7 separate regions of the Mus musculus genome follow, and all the other regions are linked to region 5. Evidence: chromatin contacts called from public Hi-C and HiChIP or PLAC-seq data. All regions are on one chromosome and are shown on one strand. Each heading gives the region's core, a stretch centred on a gene start, on an enhancer-like site or on the middle of the called end of the contact. The rest is flanking DNA. Distances are from core to core; before and after follow the strand shown.

The links. A called contact is a pair of places that touch in the nucleus more often than the background predicts. HiChIP or PLAC-seq counts read pairs in DNA pulled down with a chosen protein or histone mark.
Region 1: a Hi-C map of the N1E-115 cell line shows a contact between it and region 5, with 7 times the contacts expected there. The contact joins two enhancer-like sites. A contact is called at or near these places in 1 of 15 datasets of contacts at CTCF or cohesin (embryonic stem cells), 3 of 484 Hi-C or Micro-C datasets (the N1E-115 cell line and embryonic stem cells) and 2 of 115 datasets of contacts at active chromatin or transcription factors (both in embryonic stem cells).
Region 2: an H3K27ac HiChIP or PLAC-seq map of embryonic stem cells shows a contact between it and region 5, with 5 times the contacts expected there. The contact joins two enhancer-like sites. A contact is called at or near these places in 1 of 484 Hi-C or Micro-C datasets (embryonic stem cells), 4 of 115 datasets of contacts at active chromatin or transcription factors (all in embryonic stem cells) and 1 of 9 other capture datasets (embryonic stem cells).
Region 3: a Hi-C map of the N1E-115 cell line shows a contact between it and region 5, with 4 times the contacts expected there. The contact joins two enhancer-like sites. A contact is called at or near these places in 1 of 15 datasets of contacts at CTCF or cohesin (embryonic stem cells), 3 of 484 Hi-C or Micro-C datasets (the N1E-115 cell line, embryonic stem cells and nephron progenitors), 1 of 115 datasets of contacts at active chromatin or transcription factors (embryonic stem cells) and 1 of 9 other capture datasets (embryonic stem cells).
Region 4: an H3K27ac HiChIP or PLAC-seq map of embryonic stem cells shows a contact between it and region 5, with 4 times the contacts expected there. The contact joins two enhancer-like sites. A contact is called at or near these places in 1 of 15 datasets of contacts at CTCF or cohesin (stem cell-derived epiblast-like cells), 5 of 484 Hi-C or Micro-C datasets (the N1E-115 cell line, embryonic stem cells and nephron progenitors) and 9 of 115 datasets of contacts at active chromatin or transcription factors (all in embryonic stem cells).
Region 6: an H3K27ac HiChIP or PLAC-seq map of embryonic stem cells shows a contact between it and region 5, with 2.4 times the contacts expected there. The contact joins two enhancer-like sites. A contact is called at or near these places in 2 of 484 Hi-C or Micro-C datasets (the N1E-115 cell line and nephron progenitors), 2 of 115 datasets of contacts at active chromatin or transcription factors (both in embryonic stem cells) and 1 of 9 other capture datasets (embryonic stem cells).
Region 7: a contact with region 5 is called in an H3K27ac HiChIP or PLAC-seq map of embryonic stem cells, with 3 times the contacts expected there. The contact joins two enhancer-like sites. A contact is called at or near these places in 1 of 39 promoter capture datasets (the HPC-7 cell line), 2 of 15 datasets of contacts at CTCF or cohesin (both in embryonic stem cells), 8 of 484 Hi-C or Micro-C datasets (embryonic stem cells and nephron progenitors), 9 of 115 datasets of contacts at active chromatin or transcription factors (astrocytes and embryonic stem cells) and 1 of 9 other capture datasets (embryonic stem cells).

What each region holds. Positions count from the first base shown.
Region 1 is chr4:140,672,096-140,675,830 of GRCm38.p6, forward strand. No RefSeq gene overlaps it. Among named protein-coding and RNA genes, the nearest start is that of Gm13025, 5.8 kb to the right of the region's middle. Within about 2 kb of position 1,651, at least 8 of the 459 cell types and tissues checked have an H3K27ac peak or open chromatin away from gene starts, as enhancers often do. A contact at or near this core is called in the N1E-115 cell line, where this site is marked.
Region 2 is chr4:140,000,538-140,004,254 of GRCm38.p6, forward strand. No RefSeq gene overlaps it. Among named protein-coding and RNA genes, the nearest start is that of Klhdc7a, 34 kb to the left of the region's middle. Within about 2 kb of position 1,709, at least 15 of the 459 cell types and tissues checked have an H3K27ac peak or open chromatin away from gene starts, as enhancers often do. A contact at or near this core is called in embryonic stem cells, where this site is marked.
Region 3 is chr4:140,037,516-140,041,388 of GRCm38.p6, forward strand. It overlaps Igsf21 (immunoglobulin superfamily, member 21), which reads right to left. Exons shown (of 10, transcript NM_198610.2): 5 at 1-23. Among named protein-coding and RNA genes, the nearest start is that of Gm52685, 31 kb to the right of the region's middle. Within about 2 kb of position 1,271, at least 38 of the 459 cell types and tissues checked have an H3K27ac peak or open chromatin away from gene starts, as enhancers often do. A contact at or near this core is called in the N1E-115 cell line, where this site is marked.
Region 4 is chr4:140,101,853-140,105,795 of GRCm38.p6, forward strand. All of the region lies in intron 3 of Igsf21 (immunoglobulin superfamily, member 21), which reads right to left. Among named protein-coding and RNA genes, the nearest start is that of Gm52685, 34 kb to the left of the region's middle. RefSeq lists an enhancer at 1,018-3,842. Within about 2 kb of position 1,654, at least 46 of the 459 cell types and tissues checked have an H3K27ac peak or open chromatin away from gene starts, as enhancers often do. A contact at or near this core is called in embryonic stem cells and stem cell-derived epiblast-like cells, where this site is marked.
Region 5 is chr4:140,405,186-140,408,842 of GRCm38.p6, forward strand. No RefSeq gene overlaps it. Among named protein-coding and RNA genes, the nearest start is that of Gm13021, 16 kb to the right of the region's middle. Within about 2 kb of position 1,271, at least 54 of the 459 cell types and tissues checked have an H3K27ac peak or open chromatin away from gene starts, as enhancers often do. A contact at or near this core is called in the N1E-115 cell line, embryonic stem cells and stem cell-derived epiblast-like cells, where this site is marked.
Region 6 is chr4:140,057,198-140,060,659 of GRCm38.p6, forward strand. The region is part of intron 4 of Igsf21 (immunoglobulin superfamily, member 21); the gene reads right to left. Among named protein-coding and RNA genes, the nearest start is that of Gm52685, 11 kb to the right of the region's middle. Within about 2 kb of position 1,699, at least 9 of the 459 cell types and tissues checked have an H3K27ac peak or open chromatin away from gene starts, as enhancers often do. A contact at or near this core is called in embryonic stem cells, where this site is marked.
Region 7 is chr4:140,137,274-140,140,927 of GRCm38.p6, forward strand. The region is part of intron 2 of Igsf21 (immunoglobulin superfamily, member 21); the gene reads right to left. Among named protein-coding and RNA genes, the nearest start is that of Gm13029, 3.8 kb to the right of the region's middle. Within about 2 kb of position 1,963, at least 20 of the 459 cell types and tissues checked have an H3K27ac peak or open chromatin away from gene starts, as enhancers often do. A contact at or near this core is called in embryonic stem cells, where this site is marked.

The sequences.
Region 1 (3,735 bases), core at 401-2,900, 270 kb after region 5:
ACAACATTATGAACTAACCAATACCCCGGAGCTCTTGACTCTAGCTGCATATGTATCAAAAGATGGCCTAGTCAGCCATCACTGGAAAGAGAGGCCCATTGGACTTGCAAACTTTATATGCCCCAGTACAGGGGAATGCCAGGGCCAAAAAGTGGGAGTGGGTGGGTAGGGTATGGGGGACTTTTGGGATAGCATTGGAAATGTAAATGAGGAAAATACCTAATAAAAATATTAAAAAAAAAAAGACTGAGTGTGGTAGCACATGCCCCTAACCCCCTGCACTTAAGAGGTGAGGGGTTGGAGCCGGGCGTGGTGGCGCACGCCTTTAATCCCAGCACTCGGGAGGCAGAGGCAGGTGGATTTCTGAGTTCGAGGCCAGCCTGGTCTACAAAGTGAGTTCCAGGACAGCCAGGGCTATACAGAGAAACCCTGTCTCGAAAAAAAAAAAAAAAAAAAAGAGGTGAGGGGTTGGAATAGGAGGCTCAGAAATTTAAGGCTAGCCTGGGCTACATGAGACCCTAGGCTAGGCTCAATGGTAGAGCATTTGCTTTGTGTCTTAGTTGGGGTTTTACTGCTATGAACAGACACCATGACCATGATCAAGGCAGCTCTTATAAAGACAACATTTAATTGAGGCTGGCTTACGGGTTCAGAGGTTCAGTCCACTATCATCAAAGTGGGAACATGGCAGCATCCAGGCAGGCATAATGCAGGAGGAGCTGAGAGTTCTAAATCTTCATCTGAAAGCTGCTAGCAGAATACTGATTTCTAGGCAACTAGGATGAGGGTCTTAAAGCCCATGCCCACAGTGACACACATACTCCAACAAGGCCACACCTCCAAGTAGTGCCACTCCCTGGGCCAAGCATGTTCAAACCACCATACCTTGTGCGTCCTGGGTGCTGGGATCATGGGTCTGCACCACTACGACTGGCCTTTTTTTTTTAAAAAAAACAATGTGTATGGGGCTGGTGAGATGGCTCAGTGGTTAAGAGCACCCGACTGCTCTTCTGAAGGTCAGGAGTTCAAATCCCAGCAACCACATAGTGGCTCACAACCATCCGTAATGAAATCTGATGCTCTCTTCTGGAGTGGCTGAAGTCAGCTACAGTGTACTTACATATAATGAATGAATAAACAAACAAACAAACAATGTGTATATGTGTATATCTGTGCACTTGAGTGTATGTATTTGTAACACGTGTGTGCCCCAGCCTATGAAGCCTGAAGAAGTCAGAGTTACAGACAATTGTGAGCCATCATGTGGGTGGTAGGAATCAAACCTATGTCCTCTGGAGCACCCAGTGCTCTCAATCACTGAGCCACCTCTCCAGCCCCATCTCCATGATTAGCTAAATATTGCTATGGAGACAGCCAGTGGGCCACCCTTAACTCTGCAGACAAATGTCACCAGCTAAGGACAGCCACAGAAGATGTTACTCCTCCCAGAACTGGCATGGTCCATGAAGGGCCAAGAAGGGACATGGGGGAGGGGAGGAAAGGACCAGAGTGGGCAGCCGTGGGCTAGCACTGGGAAGCGAGGAGGAAGGGCAGGAGCTGGCCGTATGAGCCTAGCCTCAATCTCACAAGGGCTGAGCAGTGGAGGAAGGAAGGAAGATGGGGTCAAAGGTCACAGGAAGAATCTCATGGACTAGAGAGAGTGGGGGTGGAAGTTCTCGGTCCTTCCCAGGAGAGGCTACTGATCTGGGTCCCCAGCCTCTTCCAGGGCTCACAGCGACTCCCCAAGACCTCCTGCAATCCAGCATGGAAGCTGCACTGCACAGGCAGAGGCCCATGGCAGAGCCCTGTCTCCATCCCCAGCTGGGTCTGTCCTACGCTGAAATGCACCAGGCCTTTCAAACTTCCCTCAGCATCCTTTTGGAGCTCAGAGTGTATGGAAGGCGGAGGGGGGGGGGTGTAGACTGGGAGGGGGACTCTCTGGAACTGCTTCTAGGAGCAGGATGGAAGGGGCTCAGCCCTAGGAGACCAGTGACTGCTGAGCCTGCATCTCTAATTGTGGGAACCAGTGCCCTTCACTCCTCACTGCGTTTCCTGAAGGAAAAAAAAAAAAAAAAACAAGGTCAAAGGTCAGACCACGAATAGGATGAGTCCAAGACACAATCTGCCCACTTGAAAAGGCAGCCCTGAGCCGGGCGTGGTGGCACACGCCTTTAATCTCAGCACTCGGGAGGCAGAGGCAGGTGGATTTCTGAGTTCGAGGCCAGCCTGGTCTACAAAGTGAGTTCCAGGACAGCCAGGGCTATACAGAGAAACCCTGTCTCGAAAAACCAAAAAAAAAAAAAAAGAAAGAAAAGGCAGCCCTGGGCTTCCCCATGGGTCAAAAGCAGGAAGAGCCATTTTTAGCTTGTCACTGTGAGGAAGGGCTCTAGCTCCAGGGTGGATGCGGCTGAAGGCACCTCAGTGTCAAAAGGCTACCTCCCCGATGTATCTGGCGCCCCCTGCTGGTCACCGGGGACACAGTCTCCAGTTCAAAGGTAGGAAGCAGCTGGCTGCAAACAGAAAAAAAAAAAAAGTCAGGGTGGGCGAGGCTGAACCGCCCCTGGGGTCTCACACAGTTCACCCCAGCTCTCATGGCCCTGGGCTGCCCCATTGACGCTGCTCACCTGGGGTGCTAACACACTCCTACAAACTCTCAGTGGGAAGGTCTACGTCTACAGGCAGGCAGACTCCAGACACTGTGGTCCAGGAGGCTGGCTTACAGAAGGCCGTGGGATGCCCTCCGTGTTCATTGGCACTATCTCTAGTGGAGCTGAGGTGTAAGGCCTGACTACCCTTGGCCACCATGGTGAGAGGAAGCGCCTTCGGAGTGCTCTGGTCAGCAACGGGACTGAGGCCCCACACAGCTGGCATCAGCTGCAGGGCACATGTGTAGCGCGGTGCTTCTAGATGGATCCAGCACCAGCCACCAAGTCCCCAGCCTTCAAATTATCCCCACTGACGACCCAGACACTATAGAGCAGAGGCAAGGTGAACTCACTGTGCCTTGAGTGATAAAACCGTTCATCCTACACCATGATGTTAGGGGTGGAGCAGGCTCATCACAAAATAAGTAAATGGAGCTGAAGATGAAACACAGTGGGTGAAGGGCTAGCCTCGGATACGCAGAGCCCTGGGCTCAATCCCCAGGGCTGCATAAACCAGGGCAGGCAGGCCTGCACTCCCAGCACTCAGGAAGTAGAGACAGGAGCATGAGGGATTCAGGCTCATCCTAGCTACACAGAAAGTTTAAGGCCAACCTGGGCTACATGAGACCCTGTTTCAAAAAAAACCAGCTGGGTGGTGGTGGCACACGCCTTTAATCCCAGCACTCGGGAGGCAGAGGCAGGCGGATTTCTGAGTTCCAGGACAGCCAGGGCTATACAGAGAAACCCTGTATCAAAAAAACAAAAAAACAAAAAACAAAAAACAAAAAAAAAAACAAAACAAAACAAAACAAAAACCAAAGAATAGGGCTGGAGAGATGGCTCTCAGCAGCTAAGAGCACTGGCTGCTGTTCCAGAGGAGGACCTGGGTTCAAACCCAGCACCCACAACCATCTGTCATTCCAGTTCCGGTAAAGCCTACACCGTCCTCTGGCCTCCACGGGTACCAAGCTCACCCATGGTATATAGATCCACATACAGGCAAAACACCCATGTACAAAGCTAGGTAAATAAATACCCTTAAAGCAAGGAACAGAGGCTGGGCAGTGTTGGTACACGCCTTTCATTCCAG
Region 2 (3,717 bases), core at 459-2,958, 400 kb before region 5:
CTGACAGCCATTCAGAGGAAAGACTGCCCTGGGGACGGGTCTCTTCGATGAGCACCAGAACCCACTTCTGTTCGCATGCTGGGGTACTTATAGGCAGAAGCAGGTGGATTGGACAGAAATAGACAAGTTTTCTTTCTGGCCTGCAGTTGGATGCTGCTGCCAGGGGCAACCAATGTCTGGGGGTGAATAAGTAAGTATCCCTCTTCCCTGGCCATTGCTGGGGGTCTGATAGGGTAGGGTAGGGGAACAGCAACCTAGAGAAGTTACATCAGTTGTAAAACCAAAGAATTGTCACCGTCCAGCTGAAATGGAGGTGTTGTACAGAAGGGCATAGCCTTGGCTAACACTGTCCTACCTCTGTCTAATGCCTGGGCCAGCCTTGGGCACATGGGAAATGCTCTGAGAACCCCAAGTCATGGTTCATCTGGTCACCCAGATGGAAAGGTCAGGGTCAGAGAAAGCAACAGGCTGGGGACTGGGGTGTGAGGAGCCTGGCCACAGTCTGCATGCAGCCTTGGGTATGCTTCCTCAGGGACAGCGGTGGCCATATGTGACCTTTGGCCTGACTCGCTCCTCCTTCGTGATTGCCTCATGGAACACATGTAGTAATTCTAAAAGCCAACTTGGCAAGGATGCCCAGAGGAGGAACTGAGAGTATGTGGAGTGACTAAGCACAGCACCCAGGTACTCGGGTGCAGGTACTTAGTCACAGTCACTCTCCTGGTCATGGTCGGTGGTACCCCCTGCTGCCTCCCTTACCTCACACAGCCAGTACACAGCCATAAACAGTCTCCACTTGCAGGCTCGGCTATGAAGGACTTTGTAGTGTGGTGTCCCCTCCTCAGGCTGTCCTACCTACTTCCTGGAACCTGTTCTGTTTGCTTTTTCTATTTTCTCCATTTTTAGATCCGACAGCAGAGGCCCAGAGAGGGCAAGTTGTTCACAAAGGCCACACAGGAGCCTAGGAGTAGAGCCCAGAAAGGGAACTGAGTGGTTTGGGTAACCAGGCAGACTTGGGTTCAAGTCCTGACCCAGGCTTTGATCCGCCTGAGTGGATTCTGATGGTTCTTCACCTTCCTGTTCTCACATTCTCTTTCAAAGGTGGGCATGCAGCTCAGTGGTGGGGCGCCCACCCACTGAGTGTGGGTCCACAGAGCTCAGTGGTGGGGCATCGCCTAGTGAGTGTGGGGCCCCGGAGCTCAGTGGTGGGGCGCCCACCTAGTGAGTGTGGAGCCTCGGCTTTCCTCTGGAGTCCTAGCACTGAATTAAAAAAAAATTGAATGTGTGGGATGACTCCAAATTCTGTCTTGTAAAGTCTAGGAAGGAGGAGAGCATTCTTCGTGTGGTCAACAAGGCCACTGTGTTCTTTGCCCGCCTTTGGTAGGGGTTCTCTGCTTTGATTAGTGACTATTTTCTGGGCGACAACTCATGGAAGTCCCTTGAGGGACCTGCTGCTATGTGCCAGAGGGTAACCCCTGCCCGGGGAGCCAGTCAGGCAGGGCGTGAATGGACAAGGAGAGACAGAGCCTCCATTTGAGGTCCTGACCCTGCCTGTACCTGGCTCTGGTGGAGGACGGGATGGGTGGTGGGGTCCTGGTCTTCTGGGATTCATTCGGGCTCAAGGTGATTGAGCCTCTCAGAAGCAATACAGGGGCAAAGGAAGGTGACGCCTTTAATGCAGAGAGAAGCATCGAGTTCCAGCCAACCAGCGACATTTGCATTTAAATGGAGGTCTGCAAGTCTGTAAATCTGCATTTCCCAACCGCAGAGCCCTAATGGTTGTTTAATCACGTTTAGATGAACCCCCTGGAGCACTGGGGGTAGGCGCAGCACCGTCTTAGCTCTGTTACAGAGGCTGAGATCAGGCACTCCTTCCTCCTATCTCCTGTCCCGGACAGGCTGCTCACTCTAGAGAAGCGACCGGCCCCTGTCCATGCCAGGATTAACTCAGAACTGGCAGAAGTAGGATTGGCCCCAAAGTCCCCGCAGCCTCCACAGTAATGAGGATGGTGACAAGATTTGAAGAAATGGGCAGCCGGAGCTCTGAGCAGGGCCTGCACGTGCTCCGAGCTTGATGGTTTCTCGTTCTACCTCGGACTGTAGTGCCCACTGAGGCTGAGCAAGCCGGTGGCGTGGACACCGTCCAGGCTTTAGGGTGGCATGTGGGGGTGGCGGCTGATGAACGGGTTCCTCACCGGAGTCACCTATCCTGTGAGACAGACCTCTGAACCCCTGTTCCTCAGGACGTTGGCTTCTGCGAGGTGTTCGCTCTCCCTCAGCTTCCTCATCCACGAAAGGTTCCTGTCCCCTTGTCTTAGATGCTGGCCTTCTAAAGAGCACCAGCTCTGTCTTATCCCTCGCCTGGGGCCTGGCAGGTAATAAGTGCTTAATGAGCACTTGGATCTGTTGTTACTTAGACACGTGCAATAGTACCAGGGACCCTGTAGCTTATCGGTGTTCTTTAGCTCAAAGGCACAGTCACTGGCATCAGGCAGGCCTGGGTCTTAATCTCAGCCTTACCGAGGAACTCATACCAAGTTAGATCCTCACACATGAGGGCTTGTTGAGTCTGGGCCCACAGGATCTGGGCAGACAATTACTCTTGTCTCTGCCTTCAGCACTTTCAATCAGGACAGGGTAGATGGGGGGGGGGGTATTGCCATTGCCGATGTAGCCCAGGATGTGTAAATGATCTTGAACCCCTGATCCCCTTGCCTCCACCTCCCTAGAGCTAGACTGACAGGCCTGTACCCCATCCCTGGTTTATGCTGTGTCAGGGATTGAACCCAGGACTTTGTGCATGTTAGGTGGGCACTCTACCAACTGAGCCACAGCCCGGTGCAATGCTGGTTCAAGTAAAAATGCACGAGAGAACTGGTCAACCAGCTCTCAGCACCACCTTGTGCCTTTGGTCCAAATGACAGGGACTGTCACCAGGGTCACCCCTCATGTCCCATGACCCCTTCCCCAGATCGTGGTCCAGCCCTACCCTCCTCCTTGGCCTGACACAGCTGACTGGTAATGTGTTCTTTCTGAGCCGGGCCCCCACCACTTTCCCCATTGGAAAAAGCAATTAGATCGTGTTTACCAGAGTACGCGGCTGCAATCTGCCGTGCTGTCCTATCCTGTGCGCTGGCCCACTTCCTCCATGCTTTGCTTAGGTCTGATGGGAGATTTGCATACGAAGTAAAAATAGAAAAGCAAAGGGGGAAAGCAAGGGAGGGATCAGCGTGGGGCCAGAGAGCTCTGAGTACACCTGCATCAGTCTGGGGAAACTGAGGGTGGGTGCAGGCTCGTCCCAAACTCGGAGGCGTTCTTGTGTGATTTGATCTGTTGGGTGGGCAGTCAGGTCCCTACGAGAAGCCTGGCTAGCCTCTGCCCCGTAGGCTCAGGGTAGCTGGAGTTCTCCCCAGCGCCTTGCTCACTCTTCCCTGGCTCTTCCAGGGAACGACAGGGCAGAATCCAGTCCCTGCTCCGGATTCCCACTTAGGGCTCTGTTCCTGCCTCCCAGTTTCTCAGGATGGATCCGAGAAGCTCCAGGGAGCAAGGACGTGTTTCTGGATGTGCGCTGAGATAGTGTGGAGAGAGCCAGGGAAGAGAGAGAAGTCCTGGGCAGATGGGCACCTGGTCAGTGACTCTCCGCTGCCTTGTGGAAAGTGGGTCACCAATCCTCTCAGGACTCTGAGAGGGACTGCGTGGGAAAACACTTGGAGTTGT
Region 3 (3,873 bases), core at 21-2,520, 370 kb before region 5:
GACTTCGATGGAGGTGGGAGGAGCTTCCGAAGGGAAGGAAGGACAGGAGATAGTGACTCAGTTGGGGGGGACTCAGAGTTCTACACCAGGTGGAGCTGCAGTATTGACGGCTATGGGGAGCATTGGGCTCCTTGCTGGAGACACAAGAGTCCCTGCTTCCTGGGACTTTTAACGCACTGAAAGAAACACGGAGCACTGGAGAGGCCATGAGGATTGAAGTGGTAAGGACATCCCAAAGGCATCCAAGTGCAGAAAGGAACCCTGCCCCAGTGAAGAGATCCTGGGGGTCATTGCCAGAGAGGCCACACTGGGCTGTGGTCCGAGGAGGCAGAAGTTGAGAGGAAGGCAGAAACAGCACAGGCAAGGACCCAACGGGGCGGGGCGTGAGGGCTGGAGTGGGGGAGGGACAGCCGAGCTGGGTACTTTGGTTGTCCCAACATCTAGTAAGCCAGGGCAGTGAGTTGTAGGCGCTCACTGTCTGGGCTGGAGCCAGCTCCAACCTGTGCAGGCGACTATGACATTTTCAGGAATTTTGTGAACCAGCTGTTAAACTGTTATGAACTTAAACAGGTCCCCGTGGGTGTCTTCACACCGTAATACCAGTAACTGCAGCAGATCGAGGCCTCCCTCTCCCCTCCTCTGCCTTTAGCACCGCCCTCCCCCCTCCCCCAGAATTCTGGAAAGCCCTCTGATCAGCTCATCACAAACTAAGAGTTTTCTCCTTTCTGCTGAGAGTAGTGGGTGTTAGCATTTTTTCTAGGCTCCACCCCACAGTTACTTGGCAACAGCCGGGCGTGCCTGACTCAATATAAAAGGGGCTGCTCACCCTATCCTCTCTTGTTTCTGCTCTATCCTCTCTTCCCTTCTCCCTCTCCCTAGTCTCCTCCTCGCTCTCCCCCCCCCAACTCCACCCCCCATGCCCTGAGTAAACTCTATTTTATTCTATACCATCCTGTGGCTGGTCCCTCAGGGGAAAGGGATGCCCCAGCATGGACCCTCAGAGGCACCCTCCTCCCTGACACCAGACTACACACTCACCAAACATATTTCTTCTCTCATTATCTTTTTATAAAACATAACAACGAGGGGCCACTGAACGTTTTAAGAGAGCGCGAGGACGGGGGTGGGGTGGGGGTGGGGGGTGGCATCATTTTTGAAGAGCCGGAAAGCACAGCATGTGTTTTAGCTGGACAAGACAGCGTCTTAGACTCCACAGGCTAGGAAAGAGCTAGTCATGTTACTTAAGAGTCATCCGGAGCTGAGAGCTTCTCTCCCTGGAACTGGGCTTACTGTGGGTGGCAGCCTCCTTCTCACCCCATCCCCTCCTTCTCTCCTTCCCCACACCCCACTTCAGTCACCATCATCCTTGTGTCTTGGGGACACTGCCACACTGCGAGCCTCTGACCTCTCCTTGGTTAAATGGGAAGCGTGCAATAGACATGGCCGTAGGACAGAACTCAAGCTAGAGAAACCGCGGGGCTTCACGCTGGGAATTCAACCTGAAGATGTTTCCTTTGCTGTGATTTCCCGACCTCTGTAGGAGGCACCATCTTTGAACTCTGCTTGGGGCAGGCAGTCCGTTCTGGCTTCCCTGGCCTTGGGCCTCTGCGCAGCATGGATGGGGAGCAGGTGGGGGCGGTCAAACAACAAACAAAAGATGCTGGAGACCTTGCCTTCCTGCAGGGGGTTTTCACCCCGGTTGAGTTTAATTAAGTTCACTGAGCATTTCCTGACGCCCGCCAGGTGTGGAGCTCAGTGCCAGGGGCCTGCTGTAGGCATCCAGCAAGGAGGGAGATAAACGTGCAGAGAAGCCCGTGTGCTGGTGGGGACCGGCAAGCGCAGGACCGCTGTGTTTTAGAGCCCAGAGAGATGAGGCCAGGTATAAGCTATTGCTTCGTTCAGGCAGCCACACATGCTGGGGGCAAGAAAAGGGAAGCTGAGCGAGCCAGGAGCTTGGGAGAACAATAGACAGAGAATTGTAATTAAGTGGAAGATGGCTCAAAACAGATGGTAAGTCGGGTAGGAACTGGAAGAGCGGAAATGCACACCAGAACACTTCAATTACCCACAAGTTGCAAACTCTGCAGTGTAACTTTTTCAGAACAGCACTGAGAACGAGATCTTAAGGGAAAGATCGGTGGCAGCCCAGTTTCCAGGAGCTGCTGATTCCAGCCTCACCTCTGGCCTGCCAGGTGGGTGTGCTATTCCCATACTCCGGATGGGCAAAAAAGAGGTGTGGGACCGAACCCAGCATATGTAGCCTATATGTAGCATGAGGTAGAGCTGTGATCAGAATAGTGGCAACCTGGTTTGACAAGGTCTCCCTATGTAGACCAGGCTAGCCTTGAATTCTTAATGATCTATTTGTCTCTCCCTCTGTGTGCTGAGATAAAAGGTTTGTGCCACCAATGCCTGGTCTGGAGCCCAGATTGTCACTTTTCCAGGCTCAGCCAACCTTCAAAGGGACTGGTATCTGTCAGTACCTTTCAGCTGCTGAGAGTTCCTGTTCCCTGGTCCCCTGCAGCATCTCCACAGGCCTGGTGATTCAATTTCCTTGGGAACTGCTTCCTAGTTCTGTTGCCCCAGAGGTCGAGGGCCCTCCCTTCAGTCAGAGTTGAGCATAAAACCCTTCCCCCTAAGCTTACTGTATGTGGTTCCCCCACACCTTAAGTGTCCCCCTGAAAGTTACCCATCCTCACCTCTTTCTGCATCCCATCCCTACCTCCACCAGCCTCATCCCTGACACTACCTCTACCTCCACCTTTGTCATCACTTCCCGTTCTCATCCACATCTTCATCTCCAAAATACGCTAAAGTACAACCTCCAGAATGCTGAAGGGCCAGAAAGGGCAGGTGGACCCTTCAACACCCCCCTCCACCCCCATGTTACTGTATTAATTTTCTATTGCTGAGGCAAAACACCATGACCAAAGCAACTTATAAAAGAAAGCATCTCATTTAGCTTATGGTTCTAGAGGGTTTGAGTCCACGATGGCAGAACAAAGGCATGGCGTGAGGAAAAGCCAAGAGCTCACAACTTAAGCCCCAAGCAGGAGGCAGAGAGCACACTGGGAATGGCAGGAGGCTTTGGAAACCACATAGCTCACTCCCAATGACACACCCCCTTCAACAAGGCCACACTTCTTAGTCCTCCCCAAACAGTTCCACCAACTAGGCCACACCTCCTAATCCTCCCCAAACAGTTCCACCAACTAGGCCACACCTCCTAATCCTTCCCAAACAGTTCCACCAACTACAAACCAAGAATTTAGACACAAGTCTACAGGGGCCATTCTCTTTTAAACCACCACAGTCAACTTCACTGAGGTCACACTGAGGAGAAGGTGCCTGATAGAACTGCTCAAGCACTACATAAGCCAGTGACTATGTGGTAGCTGACATGTCCTCTGGTCAGGGTAATGAATGCTGTTGGCTGGCTTCATTTTTGTTGTGCTAATGAAGGACTCTAGAGCCTCCTGCTTGCTAGACGAGTTCTCCAGCCCTGAGATACATACCCATCCCCACATCATTAGAAAGGAGGGAGAGGGCTTAGGATAGACTGTGGGCATTAGACCAGAGCTCAAAGATCAGCCGCATTGCTTGTCAGCTGTGAGACCTTGGGCAGGTGACTTAACCTCTCTGTGTTTCCTTGCCTACAGAATGGAAATAAAGGGGCTTGTGTAAATACAATATATAGGACCAGCAAATATTTTGGAAGTGTCCCCAGTGGTATGACAGTTGCCCTTGTTGGTGGCCCTCCCTGCTCCTTTTCTTTGTTTTAGGTTACTTGCCAGAGACTGGGGAGATCAAGTCTGGTCTCTCCTTGCAGGTTAGCAAGGAGAGACCAGGAAGCACTCAACATTTGCACTCATG
Region 4 (3,943 bases), core at 404-2,903, 300 kb before region 5:
AAGCATCTGAGCTGCTCAGTAACGCATGCCATCAGGTAAAGACATGCAAACTCTCAAAGGACCACGGATGCTCGGCTCTTTGGACTGAACCAGTAATAACTGTGTCTATTTAAAACCCAGAAGTGTGTTTTCATTAGAGATGATTTCAAAGGACTTCTGTAAGGACCATTGTCTGCCTACTCGGAGTGGCCTTGTCCCTTTCTGGGCACCTTCCCACCTCCACTGAACATACCGTGTCTCCACTCAGAGCTCCAGTCCCCCCTCCCACCAGCCATATCCACTTTGCCTCAAAGCCACTTTTGACTTCAGATCCACTTTCAATGCCACTGTGGCCACCATCTCCTCAGCCCTGCCAGCTGAGTCACCTCGGCGTGTGTCTGAGCAAGTCCTCAGACAGCTCCGGCTTCACTGTTGCAATGGTTAGCTATATATCTGTTTGGACTCCACTTCCCCTCTTTCTAGACTCCACCATATACTGTCTCTCTCTAAATGTCAAACAGACTCTGGGGTGCTGAGGAGGGGAGGAGGGACTGACCCTCGGGGAAACCTAGCTGTCTGGTGAAAGCATGGGGAAGGACAGACAGGTTTTAATGCCTGATGGGGACTCCATGGTATCCAATTTCTAGTGTACACGTCAGAGCCACTGGGGACAATCACTTCCTTCAGTGTCTACCTGCCAATGCCCCACCCCCACCCCACTTTCTGCTATCATATATCATAGCAGTATGCTCAGCTCATGCTGTGCTCAAACAGCCAGTCGGTCTCCGTGGGTGAGAGAACACGTGCTACCAAGTGTTTGTGGGACTCTGGTACCAGGCCCCAGCGTCCTCCGGGGATCACTTAGCTTTCTTGTCTCAGTAACCAGGGTGAACTTTCAAATGCAGGTCATGGTGGGCCAGCTGCTCTCCGTGGCTCCCCGTGGCTCCCGGGGTGCTGAGGGTAAATTGCTACTTTGTTATTTCCTCTGCCCTGGCCATGCTCCGCCCCAGGCAGCCCTTCTCACCCCAGGGCCTTTGTGCTTGCTCTGCCTGCTTTTTGGAGTGACCCCTGCTTTCCTGCCCCACCCTCTGTGCATGACTGTTTGCACTCTAGTTCTCAGCTTGGATGTCTTCTGTGACACACGGGCCCTATTCCCTGCGACCCACCCTTGATCAGGAGTGCCCTGATTTGCATGGCCTCTATTTGCATGGTCCCTATTTGCATGACCCTTATTTACATGGCTGTGATTTGCAAGGTAGAGATTGCACCCTGGAAGTTGCTTGGATAAAGGCTCAAACTAAGCCTGGCCAAACCCATGCAGGGGACAGCACAACTACTGCCTAAGTGTGAAGACTAGAGTCTATCCTCACAGTCAAGTTATTGGCTGGACTAGTGAAGTGGCTAGGCTCTCAGGTAGGAGAGCACGTTTCAGTGTACGACATAGAGAGAGAGATCGAGGAAGCATCATTCTGCATACCCGTGTGTCCCCACACAAGTCACACACACACACACACACACACACACACACACACACACACACACACACGGACACGGACACGGACACGGACACGGACACGGACACTTTACAGCTCCTTGCTTTACCCTGTTCTCTAGTTAAGGCCCCGCCCATTCCCTACTCCTGTTAAGGCCCCGCCCACCCCCTACTCCTGTCTAAGGAGCGAATCCTCCACTCCCAGCCAGTCCCTTCCCCACTACCCCGAATCCCTCACACACTGAATGGACGAACCCTCGAGCCCAAGGTAGCATCACAAGGACTCACACCTGCGTCCGCAGGAGGCAGGCACCCTGTCGTCGACCAGCTTCTGCCGATCGCGTCCCACCAGCTGGGGACAAACACGGGGAGTCCCTGGGGCTCCTTGAGGCTCCCCAGGAAATTGTTCTCTGCCGGTTTCTGGTAATATTCCCAGCCTCATTCTCACCCCGCTTTCCCAGCTGAAGAGGAAGCAGCTGAACAGCTGTGGAGCTGGGACTCTGGGCTGAGATGCATTAATTTGTAAATATCTTCATTTATATGTAAATGCGGAGCCCGGAGCCCCGCCGCTGGCCCTAATGGGGCCTTGCAGCCTGGTACTGCGGCTCTTCCTTCACTGGCTGGCCACGGGAAGATGTTCCCAACACTGCTTGATTTCATTAAGTCTCTTCTTTCACTGGCCCCTGTGTCCCCTACATATGGTGGCTCTGCTCCCCGGAGTGCCCTCTGCTCAGGATACCCAGGTGTCTCAGAGTGCAGAAACTCAGCATGAACATGGAGGACTAAAGGAGCCCGGCACATAAATCCTAGGACTGAACTTAAGTCCATGCTGCTGTGTGACTTTGGAAAAGTCCTATACCCTCTCTGGGCCTTATTTTCATTAACTGTAAAACAAAGACGGCACCATGGTATAGGTGTAGGAAGAGGTGGTTTGGGGTTTGATCAAGTTCATGTCATTCCAATGGGAGACCCTTAGCTGGGTCATCCCTTGGCCTTACTGAACTGTGACCCCTTCTGTAAAATAAAATGCAGAAAAGGGGGAGTTAAAAATGTTACTTTTCCAAGTTCAAGGGGTTAGCTGAAGATAGAGAGCAGCAGAAGAGATAGAAGTGTGTACATAGGGGCTTTCAGGATGGGGGATCCCGTGCAAAATTGGCTTTGCCTTGCGGTGGGGAGAGAGGGTTGCTTGAAGCTTAGGGGTGAACACCTTCAGCTCAGAGTTATGTTTGGGGACCAGGAAACTCTGACCCCAGGTCACCTGTCCACCGAATGGGTCAGCCAGCATTTGACTTGGAGAAAATGGGCACCAATGTCTAACACATTCCATTCTAGGATTACAGGAAGATAGTCTAGTCAGCCTGCTTTCGGGGGGCGGGGGAGGGGCGGGGGGCTGGGAGGCTGGGGGGGGGAACTGGCTCAAGATCACTGGGTAGGAAGTGGCTGTGCCAGGATTTGAAGCCTTCAGGCACCTGCTGGCTTTCTCAAAGCTGGTGAGCACGGCTGGAAGCAGGTGTGTGGGGCGTGGGGGTGGGCATGGGGGAGGCCTGGGGTTTCCTTGTGGTCTGAGGAATCAAAGCTAGGCAGGCCTCTGGAGGGCACACCTATAGGCAGAAGCAGACTGCAAAGGAGGGATTTGTTGCTGCCGGGCGGGCGCTGGGTTTCAGGAAACCTGGCTCCAAGCCAGGAAGTCCCCTGCCTGAGGACTCTCTGGGGCTCCCAGGGCATTGCTTATTTTCCTCTCCAAAATGCTTTTTATCTCTGCTCTCATCTTGATGGCAACTGATTTCTCCTTGGCACTCGTTTCTTTTCAGAAAAGGGGGGAGGGGTACAGAGAGGCATCTGCCTGCCTCCTGTGAGCCCTGGGTACACTCTGTCTCAGGTGCTCAGAGAAAAATGGCTGGGAGGAGGAGCCTGGAGAGGCCATCAGGGATCATGGCCACCTTCTGGTCCTCACTCTGGTCCCAGCCAGATCTCACTGCAGAGCTAGAGACACGCTTTGAAAACCAAAAATTCTTCTGTCCCATTCTGAGATTGTATTCTCTTGCAAACCAACACCCCCAACCACAGGGGAGTACCTCCAGGACTTTGGTGTATTCTCTTTGCAAATTCGGTCATGCACTGACTTGTGACCAGGCCTTGGCGGACAATGGGAGCTAAGCACAGAGGTGGGGGTAGGTGAAAGTCCCAGTTAGGGGGTGGAGGTTTGTCCACCCCAGGACTCAGTGTCTAAAGACCACATGACATCAGACACTCACTGGAATGTCCCAGTTGTGCCACCAACCAAGTGGAGCTATGCAAGGTGTCACACAGGCTGTTGTTCCCAGTACAGGTTCTATTGTAGCACTGCCCTCTGAGAGCATCAGCCAAAGCATCTACCACACAGTATGAAAGATCACTCTGTGTGTGTGTGTGTGTGTGTGTGTGTGTGTGTGTGTGTGTGTGTGTGATGTGTGCATATGTGTGTGGTGTATG
Region 5 (3,657 bases), core at 21-2,520:
ACCTTAGGTAGGTGAGTTACTGAAACATTGGGAGACTCAGTTATCGACTTTAAATGCTGTCTGACATAGTCACAGTCCTCTGGTGAGAACCAGGGGTCTCTTCATACATTCCAAAGGATTTTTCCTAACAGTCATAAAAGATGTCAGGTCTTGTACACCAGAAGCCATACATGCCTATTAAGGGGCCTAAGCTATTCCAAGATAATGGCTCTTAACCTGCAACATTCCAACCTCTCCAGATTGTTCGGATTCTAGCCAGTCACTCGGCTTTTTTAGACAACAGGTTCTTGCCAGGAATTCTAGCTGTCACAGATAACTGAGCCTGGGTGCCTGCTGTGGAGACATCTGAACTGAGAAGATATAGCTGATTAATCGATGCTGTACCCTCCTCGTCCACACAGAAGACGATAATGACTCAGCTAAAAGGATGTGGCTAGGGTGAGGTATGGACTCAACTCGTGCTCTGTGGGTGGCTTTGCTGTGCACACACAAAGGCTGTGAGTGAAAGTGTGTGTTCTCCTGATGAACTAACCCGCAGCCATCTTGGTTGCTGTTGTATAAAAAAAACAGCAACTTGATGCGATTCAAACTGACCCTTCACCTCCCTGCGGCTCAGGTTCCCTTTCTTAGGGTGTTGGGGTGTGTGTGTGTTTGTATATATGCATGAGTGTATGTGTGTGTGTGTTGATACGCATCCATGTGTTGATGTGTGAGTGTGTGTGTGTGTGTGTGTGTGTGTGTGTGTGTGTGTGTGTGTGTGCTGGTGTGTATCTATGAATGTGTTAGCCAGAGGTCCAGACCAGGCTCCTTCCTCAGGAGTCTACCTCCTTTCGGGAGACTGTCTCCCTGGTACCTGACTTGCCAACTTGGGTAAGGGCTGTCCAGTGAGTCCCAGGGGTCTGCCCCTCCTCTGGTTCCTCAGCTCTGGGATATGAGCAAGTGTTCAGGTGTGCTCTGGGGATGAACTGAGGTGCTCGAGCTTGTACAATGAGCACTGTCCTGACCTCAGCCTCTCTTCTCCCCCAGCCTGTCCTGACTGGAAGACAGCTGCTCCACCAGAGATCACTGATTGACTTGCTGAGGGGAGGGGGAAGGGAGGGGAGTGAAGGGGAGGGGAGGGGGAGGGGAGGGGGAGAGAAGGGGGAAGGGGAAGGGAAGGGGAGGGGAATGGGACAGGAAGCGCTCACCAGCTGCTGGAAACTGGAGCCCAGCCCTTGTCTCCTAATGTGACAGGAAATGGGCTCAGGCAGTGTGGCCTGCCGGCTGCCTTCCCAGAGCCAGGCCTGCTTTTCTCCAACTCCCTGGCCCTCTACAGGGAGAAGACAGAGAGGGCCCAGGCTGTGTCCCCAGAACCGCTGGACCTCTAGCCCCTCCTGCCGGAAGAAGGTGGCTAAGGACATCCCTCCTTGTTGAAGCAGCCTCCTCCCAGAGGCCTAGTTTGGTAGGACGGGTCCACCAAATGGCTCAATCCCCTCTGGGTTTTTGTAACACAAACAATCTTAGACAATCTCCTTGGCAGAGGGGGTTGGGGGAAAGGGGATAATCTGTGTGGTGTGAAGAGGAGAATGCTCTGAGCAGAGCCTCACCCCATTTGCATTTCTAAGTGAGAAACTGAGCAGGGGAGGGGGGAGGGGGCCACCACTCCTCTTGTTAACTCCCTTCTGGCTCTGCAGCTGAGGGAGTCAGCCCAGAGCTCCATCCACCTAAGACCCAAGTCCAATCCCTGCATGGAGGAGTCTGGAGTGGCAACCTCTGTGGACCTCTGTCACCTGTCACCTCCACAGAACAGAGAAGTTACACTACAGGTCCACGGGGAACCTTCCAGAAGGGGCACACTGTAGTTATTAAACCTGGGGAGCCAAAAAGTTTCACTCAAAGTGTGACCTTGTTTGGACCGAGCAGCTGACCTTGAATGTGACCCTTGGCCTCCCTGTGGGGGGTTGAATGAGAAAGGCACCCATTGGCTCATAGATTTAAATGCTTGGCCACTAGGGAGTGGCACTGTTTGAAAAGATTAGAAGATTAGAAGATTAGATTAGTGGCCTTGTTGGAGGGAGTGTGTCACTTGGGGCGGGCTTCGAAGTTTCAGAAGTCCACACCAAGCCCTGTGTCTCTCTCTTCCTGTGACCTGCGGATCTTGGTGTAGAACTCTCACCTACCCTCCAGCACCATGTCTGCCTGCAAACTGCCGTACTCCCACCATGATAACCATGACCCTTAACCTCTGAAACTGTCAGCCAGCCCCAGTTAAGTACTTTCCTTTGTAAGAGTTTCCATGGTCATGGTGTCTCTTCACAGCAATAGAACAGGGACTACGAAACTCCCCATAACTGGTAGGAGGCTTTGGGAGGAACTGGCTCAGCTGCCAGCCTCTGCCTCCCCAGAGGCCTGCCCCAGCATCTCCGGAAGCTGGCCACCTAGGTTTCTGTCTGGGTATCTCTGAGAATTCGAGGTTTACTCCCCTACATTGGGACGAAGGCATCTAATTCCACAAGCTGTAAGACCTGTAGACTCAAGCTCAAATCCGTTTCCAAGGCGGAGGATGTGTCTCGGGTGGTGGAGGATCTCTGTAGCATGCAGAAAGCCCTGGTCTCCATCCCTAGCGTCTTCTGAATCCAGGCTCTAGAATTCCAGCCGTGAGGAGGTAAAGCCAATAGAGCCAGAAGTTCAAGGGTATCCTCAGCTTCACAGGGTATTTGAAGCCAACCTGGGAAACAGGAGATGCTCCCACATTGAAGCAAGTTTTGTGCAAAGAAAGTCCCCAAGGATTACCATTTGCATGCCAACCCCAGCAGTGATGGCGTCATCTCCCGGCTCTTGCTTTTCTTCTCTGTGTGGGGATGATGTCATCTACCTCTCAGAGAGCTCCAGAGAGGGTCACTGAGCAGAGCAGTGGCAGACATTCAGTGACATTCACTGCCCTGGTGGTGACATGCACTGGTGGGGTTCTTGTTCTCACGACCTTGTCACTATATGAATGTGACATGGACCTGTGACTTGCAGCCTAAGGGAGAGGGCGTGGGGGCTACAGGTCACCCCTAAGCTGACTGGAAAGGTCACCAGTGCTAAAGCCCCTCAAACGCTCGGGGCAGCATGGTGCCCACCACAGGATTTTAGGACTGGGGAGGGAGCTGGGTCAGATCCAATTCACAGTCCTCACACCCATTTCTGCTTACAACTGTGTAGACTCCTCCTTTGTGATAGGCTCTGCTTGGCCCTGCAGAACTACTTTCTAGAAAGAGCAAAGTGAACACTACCACCGTGTGTACCAGTGCGCATGGGTGTTGAGTGTGGCTGTGGAATCGATTTCGCCTGGGTCTGTAGACAAAGCAATTTTATGACCATTCCAGAACTCAGCCTCCATGGCATCTTGTGCTTCTGCCCACTCTTCTGCCCTCTGCTAATCTGGGCCAAGAGCAGCAGCCACCAGCCTTTGGCCAAGTCCCAGCAGGAGCCTAAGAGGTGGGCCTGTGCTGAGCCCCAGCCAGAGGCCAGCCTTCTGAGCTGAAGCCAGATAAGTCAATCCCCAACCAGCAAGCCTAGCATCGTGAAGATAGGCACTCATTAGCTGCTGTCTGACTTTCCACATGACCTCTTTGGGGGCCTGATGATGACACTAGTTGGTGACTTAGTGTCAGCAAGATGTAGCACCTCAAC
Region 6 (3,462 bases), core at 449-2,948, 350 kb before region 5:
CAGGAAGATCTGAATTTGGATCCCAACACCCACCTAAGGCACATACTGCACTTGCGAAGGACCTGTATTTAGGTTTGTAATGCCCATGTCAGGTGGCTCACAACTGCCTGCAACTGCAGCTCTTGTGGGGGTTGAGGTGCCCCTGACTTCTGTGGGTACCTGCATGTAGGCGATACACATAAATTCATGCAGGGAGCACACAGAGATTAATGAAATAAGCAAACTTTAAAAACCAAGCCAGGTGTGTGAGAAACATTTTATTTATTTATGTATTTATGTACTTATGTATGTATGTATGTATGTATATATTTATTTTCTCTCAAAAATGGCTTGCCTGGCTGAAGAGACAGCTGAGAGATTAAAAGCACTGGCTGTTCTTCCAGAGGCCCCAGGTTCAATTCCCAGTACCCACATGGCAGCTCACAACTGCCACTTCCAGGGATCTGACACTCTCACAGAGGCATACACACAGGTAAGCCACCTATACACGTGACTAACTAACTAACTAACTATAACTAACTAAATATATTTTATATATAAATATAACTAACTAAATATATTTTATAAAAAAAAGAATGGCTTGCCCACCAAGAGACAGCACCTGCATTTTGCCCAAGCGCTGGATAGTTCTGAGACTTGGCTTTGTCATATCTTCCCCTTCATTCATCAGATGGCAGGGTACAGCCCACAAATGGGGTGAGACCCAGTCGCCATCTAAGAATCACACAGAGAACATCCCACCCTAGTGCATGCTTGCTAGCCAGGCTGGGTGAGTGCAATGGATTGAATCGCTTGCCACAGGAATTGCTGGGACACCTGGACCCCTCCCTCTCACCATCAGTACAATAACTCAGCATGCGCTGTCTGCCCAGTGAAGGCGCTAAAGTCATAAACACTCTTAGAAGAAAACTATGCAGTAAACTGTGCCTGCCATTAGCCAAGGGCTCCCTAACTGGAGGTTCTAACAACAGGGCATTAAAAGAGAAGCAGATATAATAGACAGGGAATCGAAGCCCCCTGTTCTTTTGAGGTCACCCTCCTGAAAGCTCGGCCTACAGGATGGGAGAGGGGTGTGCAGATCAGACGGCTGATAAGAGACTTTGGAGATCAGGGACTTACAGCTAAACAACACGGAAACAAAGTCTAGGAATTGGCCGGTCCCTGGGCAGATAGGATATAACCAATAGTCCCCTGCAAGGTGGCTAGGTTCACACCTGCAAGGCGATGCCACCTCCTCCCATCACCAGGATGACAGGTAGACTAAAATGACCCCTGGCTTTTAATAACAAGTGTCGACAAGAATTCAGATGCTGCTGGGAAGCATAAGTAAGATAGGCATGTTGAAGTCTCATATAATCCCAGTGCTGAGGCAGTAGGATTGCCATGAGTGAAGGGTAGCCTGGGTTACAGAGGGGGACCTTGTCTCAAAAACACCAACCCAAGTTGAAACTACAACAAAAAGCTCCGCCCAAATTCCCCCCAAACCGGCACAGAAGCTGTAAAGCTTCCTGCTATTCTCTTAAAAGGCCATGCACCGGTTCACACCGTTCCTGGCAGTTTACGTCCAGGCACACAGAGGAGAAAGCAGAAACTGTCCGCACAATAACTGGTTCAAGGGTATTCAAAGCGGCACAACTCGTGAGCGCCACAGGGTGGAAGCAGCCCAAAGCCCCTCCACAGACATAAACCCGCACAGTGGGATACAACTTAATACTAAAGGAAGAGTGAAGTGTTGACGCGCGATACAGCACTCATTAACATTTTGTCTAAGCTCCGCCCCACAGTTACCTGGCAACACCCAGGTGTGCCTGACTTACTATAAACAGAATGGCTTACCTGCTCCACTCTCTTGCTCCTGCCTTCCTGTTCCTGCTCTGTCCTTGCATCCCTTCCCCCTTCTCTCCCCTTTCCCTCCCCCACCCTTCCACGTGGTCATGGCCAGCCCCTACTTCTCTACTCTCCCCCTCTCTCTGCCTCTACTACCCTCTCAACTCCCCTCCCCATGCCCTGAGTAAACTCTATTCTATAGTGTACTGTCCTCAGCATGGGCCTGCGGAGGTAACCCCTTACCCACATTCCCACCAAAACATATCCCCTCTCTCTTTATCTTTTGACAAACACAACAGCATTTATGAACTGTGAGAACATTAACGACAGATACCAGCCACCAAAGATCCGTACGTTTTATAGGATCCTGGTTGTCTGAAATATCCACAGTAAGAAAAGCCCGTGGGGAGAGGTGACTGTGTGGTCATGGCCACAAGGTTTCTTTCTTTTTTTTTTTTTTTCCCTGAGACAAGAGTTTTTCTGTGTAGCCTTGACTGTCCTGGAACTCACTCTGTAGACCAGGCTGGCCTTGAACTCAAAAATCCGCCTGCCTCTACTTACCAAGTGCTGGGATTAAAGGCACATGCTACCACTGTCCGGCCACAAGGTTTCTTTGGGGAGTGATGGGGACATTCTAGATCTGACTATGGCGGTCGCTGCAGGGTCCTGAGTGTAAATGGGACACATTAAATGAACAGTGGGGTGTGAATTATCACTCAATAGAACCATTGAACAAAATAGTAAGGTTGGGGGTGGGTGGGAATGAACACCAGCCACAAGGAGAGCTGTGCAGAATGCATTGGAAAGCAGGCACACGCCACCACTGTGGGGGTGTCATGCACTAACACTGCTCTCTGGGGCTCCAGGTGTGGAAAGTATCAAAGTTCACTCTGCTAGCCACATGGAGTGGCTCGAAAGCGAGCTGGGGCTGGGGGACTCCTGAGAGGAGGTTTGCTCGCTCTCACCCTTGCCAGAGTCTTGTGTAGCCCAGGCTGGCCTCCTATGTAGCTGAGGATAACCTTGAAATCTTCCTGAGTGTTGGGAACATGGGTGGGCACCACCAGGACCAGTTTACGAGGGGATAGGTCTTAGAGATTCCCCCTTGCTAGGCTTGTCTCTAGCCATTGAACAAACTTCCCAGGGCAAAGTCTTGACACCACCAGGGCCTATTTGTCCGGCTTCCCATTACTTGGTAAGGTGCCTTCAGAGTGGGTGGTGTGGTTTACACAGGAATGGTGCCCCTAGTCTCCTGTATTTGACTGCATGGTCACCAGGGAGTGGCACTATTTGAAAGGATTAGGAGGTGTGGCCTTGTCAGAGGAAGAATGTTATTGGCTGTGTGCTTTGAGGTGTCTAAAGCCCAAGTCAGGCCCAGTGAGTCACTCTCTCTTTCTGATGCCTGCAGATGCAGATGCAGATGTAGAACTCTCAACTCTGTCTCTAGCACCAAGTTGCTGCCGTGTTTCCTGCTGTGATGATAATGGACTAAACCTCTGAACCATTCGGCAGCCACAGTTCAATGCATTCTTTTTATAAGAGTTGCCAGTGGAGCCGAGCATGGTGGCACATGCCTTTAATCCCAGCACTCGGGAGGCAGAGGCAGGCAGATTTCTGAGTTCGAGGCCAGCCTAGTCT
Region 7 (3,654 bases), core at 713-3,212, 270 kb before region 5:
CCGCCTGCTATTTTCTTGCTAATTACTTAATTAATGGTCTGTCTCCTTACCCTGCCGGGGAAGGAGTTCTGTTTGTCTCCTCACAATTATATTCTGGTCCTAGAATAGTTCCCGGCGTGTGGACACATTAGGCATGCTATGGACGAGGGACATTAACTTCTCTCCGTCGGGGAGGCTGGGAGCCTTCTCCATCCCGGACCAGAACCTGAGGACGCGGAGCCCCAGAGAATTCCCAAGGAGAGCATCAGAGCTGGGACTGGCTTCCAGCAATCTTTCTGCTTTGTACTTTGAGCTTCTTTTCTTTCTCTCTCTCTCTCTCTCTCTCTCTCTCTCTCTCTCTCTCTCTCTCTCTCTTTTCTTTCTTTCTTTCTTTTTTGTTTGTTTTTTCGAGACAGGGTTTCTCTGTGTTGCCCTGGCTGTCCTGGAACTCACTTTGTAGACCAGGCTGGTCTCGAACTCAGAGCTTCTTTTAAAGGAATTAGGAGGAAAAGATTCTGTGTGTGTGTGTGTGTGTGTGTGTGTGTGTGTGTGTGTGAGAGAGAGAGAGAGAGAGAGAGAGAGAGAGAGTATGCGAGTGTGTGAGCATGTGAGTGTGTGTGAGTGTGTGTGAGTATGTGAATGTGTCTGTGTGTGTAAGTGTGTGTAAATGTGTGTGAGCGTGTGTGTGTGTTGCATATGCATATGTGTATGGAGACAGAGGACAGCTCTGAGCTTGGTTCTTCAGGAACTCTCCACCTCCTCTGAGACAGGGTCTGTCATGGGTGAGCCTGGAGCTCACTAATTAGGCTTTAATAGCTCACCATGGAAGCCCAAGGATGCTCCTGTCTCTGCCTCCCCAATGTTAGGATCTGTACACAGATGCCGGGCATCCCTTCCCAGCTAAGCACCTGACAGAGCATCTGTGGTGGTTAATGCCGACTGTGAGCTTGACAGGATCCAGAATCACTGGGAGATAAGCATCGGGCTGTGCTTGGAGGGAAGCTTCTGGATTACGTCACCGGAGGTGGGGAGACTCCTCTGAATGCGGAAAGCACCATGCCAGGGCTGGGGAAGCGAGCTGGGTACCAGCATCCATCACTCCCTGCTTCCTGACTGCAGAGGCATCGGATACTCCCAGGTAGATGCCTCAGGCTCCTGGTGCCATGCCTTCCTGCCACGATGGGACCATAGGCTTGAACTGTGAGCTCAAATAAACTCTTCCTTCACTGGGCTGCTTTTTCGACAAGCAAGTAACTGGCGTCCCAGCCTCTACCCAGCCTTGAAGGCATTGTAACTGGAGTTTTTGATACAAAGCGAGGAGGGTGTTCTGTGCATAGCCAATTCTCATACTGCCTGCCATCAGGGGTTTCCCATCTGAGGGAGGAGGCGTGGATGGTTTTTCCTGAAGAGACACCCACACGGACACCAAGGGCTGGATTCCAGCGCCTGGAAGGCATAGGAGACACAGGTACAGGATGGATGAATGCATCAGGACGTGGAGGGTGGGGACAGGGAGAAAGAGGATGGAGGAAGAAAGGAGGGACTGAAGGACAGACAGACGGACAGGCAGTCGGACAGGCATGAGCACTGGGTTCGATCTTTCCAACTTGTACCTCAGTCTTGCTTTCTCCATAGCGGAAGAGGAAAGCACACTCCAGGAGGAAGCAGGAAAAGACTAGGAATCCTCCAGAGATCTCCCTGGAAACAGGAAGTAGGCTGGGGCCACAGGAAGTGCCTGTGGTCAGGAGTGGGTGTGGGTGGTAGCTGGTAGATCAGCACCAGCTCACCTTACACACAGCCACACCTCAGCCCCAGGGCAGACAGGAGGTGGGGTGGAGGCGGCGGCTGCTTTGTCAGTATTTTCCAAGCCTACCCTCTGACCTTCTAAAAAGCTCTAACAGCGAGCTTCCCAGTTCTAATGGAAAATCCCAGCACCACTTTCTACAGGGGCCTCCATCAATCAGGCCACAGACCTCCACAGAGCCACAGAGAGAAAACTGCCACTGAGCACTGCTTGCTGAGAGCAAGCCCTGCACTGTGTGAGAGCAGAGGGGGGTTCAACCCAGTGCCTTGAATCTCTCAGAAAAGTCCAGTTGGCCAGGTCTGCCAGGTCCTGGGGCGTGCACAGACTCAGTCACCCCTGGGGTGCGGGGGGGGGGGCAGCAGAAAAGAGCCAGGCACGTCTCAGCCTGGGAGCCTTTAATCCCTACAAGCTGTCTGGGCTTCTTCTTCAGGCTCTGTGGGCAGTTGTGCCCCTTACCAATGCCCCAGGTCTCAGAGACAACTCTGGGCTTTTTAAATTTTATTTCTGTCAGCTAATACATCCGTGTGTATAGGAGAGGAGTTTTGGGGGAGGAGGGAGACGGAACAGGGGTGGCTCTTCCCTTAACTGTCTTGGGTTTTGAGTTTGTGGTGATCAACTGAGGACAGACTGGAGATACAACCAGGATACACATTTGCTGTGTCTGCATTTTTCTCCTTCTTTTTGTCCTTCTTAAAAGATTTTTATTCTTGTGTATGCGTGTGTGCATTGCACGTGGGGACTGCATTGGATCTGCAGATGGCTGTGGGCCACCTGATGTGTGTGTTGGGATCAGAACCCAGGGACCATACAAGAACAGCAAGCACTCCTGACTGCTGAGCCATCATCCCTCCAGCCCTACTGATGTTTCTCAAACGAGTACAGTAATATGAACGGGGAACAAGGCGAATAATTAAATAATCAGCAGACGTCACCCAGAGGTGACTCAAGCCCGCGGGGGACTGTGTAGGGTAAATTCAGATGTTGTGGCATTTTATGTGTCAGCTCATGTTTGTGTGTGGCTGAGCACAGGCCCCCTCGATCCCTGGTGCGCACGTGGAGGACACAGGACAGCCCATGTGGGTCTCTCTACCTGCCATTTTGCTTTGAGGCAGGGTCTCCGTGTCGTTCACTGCTAGCCCACGGGCTTCTGGGAATTCTCTTGCTTCTGCCTTCAGTCTCCCTGGAGGAGTGTTGGAGTGAGGGGCCTGCGCTGGCTTCGTATGGATCTGGAGATAGGAGCTCAGCTGTTCTCAGTTGCATGGCAAGCGCTTTGTGTTCTGAGTCATCTCCAGAGCCCCATAGTGGAACTGTGTAGAAGAGACTGGAGCACTCAGGTCCCAAGATGTGTCCTCTGTGAAGAGTGAGGGGGTGGCTGGGAACGTACATACAGATGTCCAGCCACCACAGTTTGGGCGCCATGCCAACCCACACTTGTTGGTTGGACTCGTTGGTTGGAAAGTCAACTCATCTTGACCTGGGCCTCAGTATCTCCACTTACAAACCATAGGCTGGGTGTGGTGATTCAGCGATCAGATCAAATCTTAGCGTGTTCATATAAACCCTCTGCTATAAATGGGAAACGGTGGGAGGCCCTCCCACAAACAGCACGTGATTCCCTCAACACCCGACAGGGGGTGCTGGTTCCCTTATTTCCAGAGAGAGCCATGAGGGGCTTGGGGCCAGCCTTACCAAGAAAGCTGCTTGTCTGGAGCCTGGAGTGTCTGAGAGAACCTAACTGTGGCTTCAGATGTTCATACTCCACTCTGGCGAGGACTCTGGAAGCTCACTACCAAGGGATGATCATGTTCTCGGTCCAGGTCGCCATCCAGATGAGCAAAGTGTCCACTGGGTGGCACCTTGGGTGGAGGCTC